3 separate regions of the Mus musculus genome follow, and all the other regions are linked to region 1. The links are chromatin contacts, called in public HiCAR-type and HiChIP or PLAC-seq maps. All regions are on one chromosome and are shown on one strand. Each heading gives the region's core, a stretch centred on a gene start, on an enhancer-like site or on the middle of the called end of the contact. The rest is flanking DNA. Distances are from core to core; before and after follow the strand shown.

Region 1 (3,142 bases), core at 422-2,921:
TGGCAAAATGCTTGCCTGACAGGCACAAGGCCTTGGACTCAATTCCAAGCACGACAAAAATATAATCAAGTAAAATTCATAAACACACACACATAAATCATTGCCAGGCAGTGGTGGCGCACACCTTTAATCCCAGCTCTTGGGAAGCCGAGGCAGGTGGATCTCTGAGTTTGAGGCCAGCCTGGTCTACAGAGGGAGTAGGACAGCTAGGGCTACACAAAGAAACCCTGTCTTGAAAAAACAAAAGGAGATTAAGTGGCAACAGTTACACTGCCTTTACCCACTGTTCCTATGTGCGTTTGACCTACAGGAATAAGGTAGCGGGGCTATTCCACACTTAGTGTATAGTGCTTTCCTGGGTTCCATCTCCAGCACCACATAAGCTGAGCCTGCAATCCCAGTATTCCAAAATGGAAGTGAGAGGGTCAGAAGTTCCAGGGCATCCAAGGCTAGCCTGAGCTACATGAGCCCCTTATTCCTTCCCACCCCACCCCCTACCCCACAAATACAAGAGATTCAAATTTATAATCCCACACTTAGGAGGCTGAGACAGGACAATGACAAATTCCAAGGCAACATGGGCTACATTAAAAAACACAACAACAAACAAACAAACAAACGAAAAACAGGTCTCAAAAGTCCAAGAACGTCACCTGGACTATGGCTCAGTGGTAGTGTGACTTTTCTAACAGGCACGAGGCCCTAGGATCAAAGTTCCCTCACTGCAGAAAAATAAATGACTAGCCAGGAATGGTGGACTACACCTTTAACTCAGTATTCCAGCAGGAGAGGCAGGTAGAGCTCTGTTAGTTCCAGGCCAGCCTGATCTACAAAGCAAGTACCAGGGCTACACTGGGTGACCCTGTCTCAAAATAATAAGAATGGAAAATATGCCACAGAATGACGACACTAAGGTAGGGAAGGTACATTCTTTGACACTATTTTATTTTATTTTATTTTATTTATTTATTTATTTTGGTCTTTTGAGACAGGGTTTCTCTGTTTAGCCCTGGCTGTCCTGGAACTCACTCTGTAGACCAGGCTGGCCTCGAACTCAGAAATCCACCTGTCTCTGCTTCCCAAGTGCTGGGATTAAAGTCGTGCGCCACCACTGCCCGGTTGACACTATTTTATTTTTACAACTGTATAAAGAATCTACCCTTGTCAGCTGCAGTTTATAGATTAAGGCAAGTTTCAGGGAAGTTAGGAGGGTGGCCCCAGATACCACAGGCTGCAAGGTAGATCACAGCCCTGGTAACAGCTCTACAAGCATACAGACAGCCAAAACTCGCCAAGAAGCTACATAGTGAGCAGACCACCCTAGGCTATAAGCAACTTCATAGGCAGCTCCAGCTCGTTCTGCAAAGTAAAGCAAAGCAGCAGCGTTCTACACAGGAATCCCCGGCCTCAGGTAACACGGGGCGGGGTGGGGGTGGGGGGGCGTGGATCTGTCTGTCTATCTCGGGTCCTGGCTCAGAGTAAGTAGTGTCACTCACCGAACTGCATCCAGTCCCACTCACTGAGCGTGTCGATATTGCGGCACAGGTCGTCCAGCACCCAGGACGGCAGCTGGTAGATGTAGCAAGCCATGGCGAGACTGCCTGGCGACTGAGCCTGTGGCGGAGGGCCGCGACTTCCCTAGTAAAGGGCGGCGCTGCCCGCGGCCCCACTGGGTAAGCGAGCAAGCTCCCCCGAGCGGCCAAGCGCGGTGTCACGCTCCACCCAAGCTATGGCCGAGAGCGGGCAAGCGAGCGCCTCCCAGTGGCATTCAGTAGCACATGCCACCCGACCCCTGGACCAGTGTCAGGAGTAGACCAAGGGCCTGGGAAAGGCATCCTACAATCCAGAGTTCCAAAGCACTCCCTGAGGCTGGCTAACTTGACCTCCACAGCCTCCTAAAATGCGCTCATATAACAGGTACTGGAGAGACTTAAGCGGAGAAAACCAAGAGATTTTGCCTTCAGTGTGGACAGAAGGAACGAATCAAACCTTGTGCTGAACAATTTAAAAGTGATCTGGGTAGGTGACACACCTGTAACCTCAGCTCTTAGGCTGGAGGACAGTCACAAGTTCGAAGCCAGTCTGGTTGCACACACACTGAGTTCCAAGGCAGGCCAAAGGGACTACAAAGTGAGACTTTTTTAAATTAAAAAGTAAACTCGCGCCGGGCGTGGTGGCGCACGCCTTTAATCCCAACACTCGGAAGGCAGAGGCAGGCGGATTTCTGAGTTCGAGGCCAGCCTGGTCTACAAAGTGAGTTCTAGGACAGCCAGGGCTACATAGACAAACCCTGTCTCGAAAAATCAAAAAAAAAAAAAAAAAAAAGTAAACTCGCAGTTGGTGGTGAACATATTTAATCCTAGCATTCAGGAGGCAGAGGCAGTAGGATCTCTGAGTTGGTGGCCAGCCTGGTCTACAGAATGAGTTCCAGAACAGCCAGGGCTACACAGAGAAACCTATCTCGGAAAAAAAAAAAAAACAATAATAAAAGGCAATAACAAATAGTTTTCATGTCAATAAAAAAATTCATATTTCGGGCTGGAGAGATGGCTCAGCATTTAAGAGCACTGTGCTTCCAGAAGTCCTGAGTTCAAATCCCAGCAACCACATGGCTCACAACCATCTGTAATGAGATCTGATGCCCTCTTCTGGGGTGTCTGAAGACAGCTACAGTGTACTTGTATATAATAAATAAATAAATCTTTTTTTTAAAAAAAGTTCCTATTTGAGGAGGTGGGGTGGAGAAGTGGTTCAGTGGTTGAGAGCCCTTACTACTTTTGGAAAAGCAGTTCCTAACACCAACGTGGCAGCTCACAAGAATCCCTATCTCTAGTTCCAAGGGATCCGATACCTTCTGACGTCCTTGGGGACCAGGCATGCACATGGTGTATAGACATACATGCAGTCAAAACACTTGTACACACAAAGTAAAATAAATTTAAAAACTTAAAGAAGTTCATTTTAGCCCTCGGTGGCTGTCTTGAAAAACAAAACAAAAACAAAAGGCTCATTTTAAATTTATTTTCTGTGTAGCTCTGGGTGTGGACCAGGTTGACCTTGAACTCACAGAGATCCACTTGTCTCTGCCTCCCGATTGCCGAGATGAAAGGCGTGTGCCACCATTCCAATCACTGTTTTGAAC
Region 2 (3,142 bases), core at 167-2,666, 2.6 Mb before region 1:
ATTAGGCCCTGGGCTCAATCTGCAATTTCACAAAAACAAAACAAAACAACAGCATTATAAGAAGAAAAAGAAAAAAAAAACAGCATTATAGTGAAATACGCATAGGCAACATGTAATCCTTCAATGCACAGATCTGAAATGAGACTAACGTGCCTATAAGTAGAAGAAAATCAGCACAGCAGTAGGTGCATCATCAGTGGTACAAGAACTCCCAAATGAAGTTTGGTCCCAGTTAGTGGCATAATTTCCAATACACAAAAAGAACCGAGGGTGGTGACCATATCTGAAAGCAATTGTGTTGCATACTTTTTTGTTTGGTTGGTTGGTTGGGTTTTTGTTTTTGTTTTTTTCGAGACAGGGTTTCTCTGTATAGCCCTGGCTGTCCAGCCCTGGCTGTCCTGGAACTCACTTTGTAGACCAGGCTGGCCTCGAACTCAGAAATCCGCCTGCCTCTGCCTCCCGAGTGCTGGGATTAAAGGTGTGCGCCACCACGCCCGGCTGTGTCATACTTCTCAGCAAAGGAAATTAATGTAACAAGACAAAAGGTTGTGCTGGCCGGCTAAACCACAGCAGAATATTACATGGCCTAGTGGAAGCTCAAGTGGGCCAATGACCTAGCGTACTAAAACTGGGTCCATTGAGGCCTGCAAGCATCCTCAAAGTGGCCCGTGGTATGCATGAATGAGCACTGGAAAACCAATTGACAATAAAAACGTATAGTGATGTTTAATAATATAAGTAAATAAAACGATGATTAAATTGCTAATTTATCTTGAAAACTGTTAGAGAAAAATCAAAGTGAATTTCCAACATTTCTTTCATCTTTTGAAATGTCTAAAACCAACCAACAAAAGCGGCAATAACTGCACTCAAGGGGTAATTTCAGTACCTTGGCCTTTGCTTCCTTCTCGTCCACAGGAACTTAGTCACACGACGAGTTAGTTTTTAATTTTTCCCCCCAACATAAATATACCCACAATATGTTGCAGCCTTTTAAAAAGGTGACTCTTGTCCTTTTACAGATGTGTGAAAATCGAGCTACAGATTAGAACCACACTCTGGCCTAGGAGCGATGCACAAGTGCGGGGGTGCTGCCCTGGGGCCACAACCAGCAGGGACCACACTCAGACCCAAAGTCGGGTCAGCAGCACCCCGAGCCACGGGTACGACCAATTTGTCCGTGAGTCCGTAGGCAGAGAAGCACGGGTGTGACCAGGCTGCAGCTGAGGCGGGCGCACCGGGGCAGCGAAGACGCAGCAGGCCCTTCCACCACCCGCCCTCCCTCCGGGCCGCGCCGCGCCCCGCCCCGCCGCGCCCCTCACCCGCTCGCCCTCCGGTGGTCGCGTCCGCCCGCTCGCTCGCTCGCCTGCCCGCAGGCGGATAGGAGTTCGCGCGCCCGAGACGCCGGCCTACGCTGGCCCGCGAAGCTCCGGTCCCGCCCTTTGTGACACCGCTCACCAATCGCCGATCAGCGCTGCCGACGCCCTCCAATCAGCTCGCGAGGGGCGGGGCCTAGTCTTCCGCGGCTGGCGGTTGCTCGGACGCCGGGGTCGCACGGGCTTTCAGGAAGGGTTGTCGGTTAGAACTGGCCCGTATGTTGACTCTTTATAACTGGTTGCAGGACCCGTCTAGGGCAGGGTAGGAGACTGGAGACGGGGCACAGCGTCTGGGAAGAGCCGGCACCAGAGTGGCTGGGGCACTTCTAAGGTTCTTTGGGGATAGGAGGGTCTTTGGCATTTGTTATTTACTCATGGCCTAGGACACTTAAAAGGATGTCCATGCTAGTCACCCTTTTCTTGTACTCCACGTTCTCCTAACATTTCTGACTCAGTTGTGTCATCTGTAAAATGGGAACATTTCTATATGCCTTTTGCATTTGAGCAACTATTTGAAGATTATAGGTCAAACAGTCTCAACCTGAGCTCAGATCCCGTCCTACTTTTGCTGTGCACCGAGCTGAAGTGGGATATAAACTGACTGGCTTTCTGACTACACATGCCTTCCAACTAGGTTGGGCCCCTGCTGCTTCGGTTCCTTCATAGGAGGTTCAACTCAAGTGTTTTACCAGGAGGACTGCAGAGGACCATGAAAGCGCTCCCTCATAGTCAACTTGCAAAAGAACCCTGGCCCTGATCAGTCTTCTCCCACCCTCTCATTATCCTCCGAGACCTGAGCCACTAGTCTCCACAGTTTCAACTCCTCGGGACTGAGGTAGATGGTATGGTGAGGCCTTTTGTCAGCCTCTTGCTCTTAAACTCAGCCCATGACTGGGCTGATAACTTCCAACTCTATTGAGGCCAGAGCCATGATGGTAACATGAACAGAGCCTAGGAGGACAGTGCCTGCGCAGGACATCGTGATCACTCACAGCACTCACGTGCTCTAGCATCCAGTGGATGCGCTTAAATTTTATTTTTTTAGCTTAACATTTCATAACCTCATCAAACCATACATCACCAGTCATAACCTACCATTTTAAAGGGCAGACAAAAAGGTCTATTCTCAACAACAATCTTGCAATTTTAGTACTGAAACCATTTACAAAGGAGGAAACAAAAGCTATGAGAGGCAAATTTTTGCCTACAGATAAAAAATCCCATTTCCTGTCACTTCTGAATTCTGACTGGGGTAGCCAGATAATGTAGCCATGATGGAGGCTGTGTTCCAATAAAACTTTCTGCACATTATTAAGACAACAGAGGACCACAGTTCCCCTTACAAGATTGCAGACCCACTTTTTGGGAATTCAGTAGAAAGCTCTTCTCATGGGCTTAGAACCCATAAATGCATAACCTTTCACGTGCTAGACCATCACAGCACCCAGACCCACCGACAGAGCAAACCCTTCAGGTCTGGTGCCTGACCACTGCTCGATCTGCACTCCCTGCCCACACATGAAGCCACAAAGCAGTGTCTCCTGTTAGCATGAGCTTCCATGCACTCTTATTAAGTAAGAACAAACCTCTGTGAAGCGTTTATTTTTTATTTGTAATTTTAAGCATAATTAAAATCAATGCAGAAAAATATCAGCTACATTGGGTAAAGGAAGTGAGTGAGTATCTGCTTGTAAGCCCGTGAAGACAGCGTTAGGAGAGCACGTCACTACGTGAAAAACAGAATGGGAGGGTGAACTGTGAAGGCC
Region 3 (3,142 bases), core at 212-2,711, 2.4 Mb before region 1:
CAAGTCCCCTGGGTGCTCAGTTGGGGGTGGAGGCAGGACATAAGTCTCCAATTTCCTGCCAAGGAACACTCCTGACCATCAAAGCCAAGGCCATGAATGGGCTGGAACATGGCAGGCAAGCCGGCAGGCAGGCACAGGGACAGGAAGGTTGGGGTGGGGGCCAGGGAAATGGGGATGGCTGGGCTCTGAGCCCTTGCTGCTGACCCTTCAGGCACAGGGAAAGCCCCTCCCCATCCTTCCTTCCTATCTGGTGGGAGCAAGGTCACCCTCTGAGAGAGGGCCACTAGGCCTCAAGTGACAGCTGCAAGCTGCTAGGAGACCCTGACTGAGAACTTGTAGCTGGAACTGTGGCTTCAAACAATGGGTCTGTGTCCCACCTTCCCCCTTAGCGGTGTATTTTGGGCTTTACTTCTGGGGCCTCAGTTTCCATGCACGGAAAGTGGGTTGAGTCTTTGTAAGGAGGTTAGCATTTGGTGTGGTCCTATGTGGGCACTCCCATGCTATGGAGAGGATCACCTGGGTTTCTATGACCTTAGGAAAATGACTCCTTGCCTTTATCCCAGGGCCTACCTGTTCCTTTGAAGGTCAAAGGAGTCCGGTGCCCAGTGCCAGCTCATATGTGGAATGACTTTAGGTTTCTCAGAACCTTGGCCTAAGGGCAAGGTCCTGGGGGTCTGCGGGGTTTGGCTCTATCCAGAAAGTAAGGCCCTGTGTCTGGTGTTCTGCTCAGCCCAGCCTGCCCTTGCAAGAGGAATGAACTTCCTCTCAACACAGTTTCCTACTTTTGCTGTGGGATTGTCAAGTTTGTCCCCGGAGCCTGCTGCTTGCAAACTCCTTTTACAGAGCAGTTCGGGGAACAGACCATAGGTTAGCCAGGGGCCTGATGTCCCTGGTCTGGCTGGTCTTTAGAGTGAGGCTTGGAGAACATAGGGGGTGTGAGCGGGGGGGGGGGGGGGCGGGGGGGGCGGGGAGGGGGACTGTGGCCAGAAGGGGCAGGCGGTTGAGGGGAAATGGAGGGCTTTAGGGGCAAGGAGAGGAAAAGAGTAGAGAGGGAGAGCAGCGGGAACAGAAAGAAAAAAAAAAAAAAGGAAACGCAGATGAGGGAGAGGGAGTGACGCGGGAGAGACACGGGGCGGAGTTGACAGGATCGGAGTAGGGGAGTCCGAGAGATTGAAAGAGCGAAACTCTGAGAGGCGGTGGAAGGCAAACGGGAGCCCAGAAACAGAACAGAGAAGGTACTAGAGCGAGGAGAAAGAGAGGAAGGATAACAAACAAGCGAGAGGAAGACATTCCAGGAGCTGGCCAGGAACCAGGAAAGAGGCAGGCAACTTGCGACTGCCCGGGTATCGGCCACCAGTGACCTCGGACCGCGGGGCGTGGCCCAGAGGCGTGGCCGGGGGCGTGGCCCGGGGCGAAAGGGCGTGGGCCAAGCTGCTGGGGCGGGGAGATGGGCTGTGGGCGTGGTCTCCACGGAGCCGCCCCCGGGCTGAGCGCCTCGCCAGAGTCGGGCCGGGGCGCCGGGGCCGGGGGCGGCAGGCGCGGGCAGGAAGCGCCTCGCGGCCCGGGCCCCCCCCCCGCCTCTCGCCGCCTCCGAGCTCCCGGCTCCCGGCCGCGCCGCGCCCCATGCACTCGCCGCGCCGCGCAGCCCGCGCTCGCCTGGATGGCTCGTCGCGCCGCGGGCGGCGCACCCCCTAGCGCCCGGGCCGCCGCGGCCGTCCCCTTGCGTCCGCGCCCTCACTCGCGGGGCCCTGGTCTGCTGCCGCTGCCTCTGCTGCTGCTGCTCGGGGCGGCACGGGCCGGCGCCCTAGAGATCCAGCGCCGTTTCCCCTCGCCCACGCCCACCAACAACTTCGCCCTGGACGGCACGGCGGGCACCGTGTACTTGGCGGCAGTGAACCGCCTGTACCAACTGTCGAGTGCCAACTTGAGCCTGGAAGCCGAGGCGACCGTGGGTCCCGTGCCGGACAGCCCGCTGTGTCACGCCCCGCAGCTCCCGCAGGCCTCGTGCGAGCACCCGCGGCGCCTCACGGACAACTACAACAAAATCCTGCAGTTGGACCCGGGCCAGGGTCTGGTGGTCGCGTGCGGCTCCATCTACCAGGGTCTGTGCCAGCTGAGGCGCCGGGGCAACATCTCAGCCCTGGCCGTGAGCTTTCCGCCTGCCGCGCCGACCGCAGAACCGGTCACCGTGTTCCCCAGCATGCTCAACGTGGCCGCCAACCACCCCAACGCGTCCACTGTGGGACTGGTGCTGCCGCCTACCTCGGGCACCGGGGGCAGCCGTCTGCTCGTGGGCGCCACGTACACCGGCTTCGGCAGCGCTTTCTTCCCGCGCAACCGTAGCCTAGAAGACCACCGCTTCGAGAACACGCCCGAGATCGCTATCCGCTCCCTGGACGCGCGTGGAGACTTGGCCAAGCTCTTCACCTTCGACCTTAACCCGTCGGACGATAACATCCTGAAGATCAAGCAGGGCGCCAAGGAGCAGCACAAGCTGGGCTTCGTGCGTGCCTTCTTGCACCCGGCGGTGCCACCGCACAGCGCGCAGCCCTACGCGTACCTGGCGCTCAACAGCGAGGCGCGTGCGGGCGACAAGGACAGCCAGGCGCGCAGCCTGCTGGCGCGCATCTGCCTGCCCCGCGGCGCGGGTGGCGACGCCAAGAAGCTCACCGAGTCCTACATCCAACTGGGCTTGCAGTGCGCGGGCGGCGCGGGCCGCGGCGACCTCTACAGCCGCCTCGTGTCGGTTTTCCCCGCGCGCGAGCAGTTCTTCGCTGTCTTCGAGAGGCCCCAGGGCGCCCCAGGTGCCCGCAACGCCCCGGCCGCGCTTTGCGCCTTCCGCTTCGACGACGTGCAGGCTGCCATTCGTGCAGCGCGCACCGCCTGCTTCGTGGAGCCGGCGCCCGACGTGGTGGCGGTGTTGGACAGTGTGGTGCAGGGCACCGGGCCGGCCTGCGAGAGCAAGCGCAACATACAGGTAAGCCATAGACCTGAGGGGCGTGTGCGGGGATACAGTATGCACGCAGATATCCCAGAGGATTGGTTACTGCCAGCGGTGCTGGCCCGGGAGCGTACTGGGTCACAGGTGCGCACACCTAAGTGGGGAGGTCTAGGTTGTCAAGGTACCCAGGTGTTCCCCGAA

What was found. HiCAR-type assays count read pairs that join an accessible place to other places. HiChIP or PLAC-seq counts read pairs in DNA pulled down with a chosen protein or histone mark.
Region 2: a contact with region 1 is called in a HiCAR-type map of astrocytes, with 2.8 times the contacts expected there. The contact joins the promoter of Zfand4 here to the promoter of Irak2 in region 1.
Region 3: a contact with region 1 is called in an H3K27ac HiChIP or PLAC-seq map of bone marrow-derived dendritic cells, with 10 times the contacts expected there. The contact joins the promoter of Plxnd1 here to the promoter of Irak2 in region 1.

Annotation. Positions count from the first base shown.
Region 1 is chr6:113,636,996-113,640,137 of GRCm38.p6, reverse strand. It overlaps Irak2 (interleukin-1 receptor-associated kinase 2), which reads right to left and starts at 1,671. Exons shown (of 13, transcript NM_172161.4): 1 at 1,497-1,671. The coding sequence starts at 1,590.
Region 2 is chr6:116,262,493-116,265,634 of GRCm38.p6, reverse strand. Zfand4 (zinc finger, AN1-type domain 4) reads right to left here and starts at 1,416. Exons shown (of 10, transcript NM_001309446.1): 1 at 1,323-1,416. It overlaps Washc2 (WASH complex subunit 2`), which reads right to left. Exons shown (of 31, transcript NM_026585.3): 31 at 2,964-3,142.
Region 3 is chr6:115,993,324-115,996,465 of GRCm38.p6, reverse strand. It overlaps Plxnd1 (plexin D1), which reads left to right and starts at 1,461. Exons shown (of 36, transcript NM_026376.3): 1 at 1,461-2,977. The coding sequence starts at 1,661.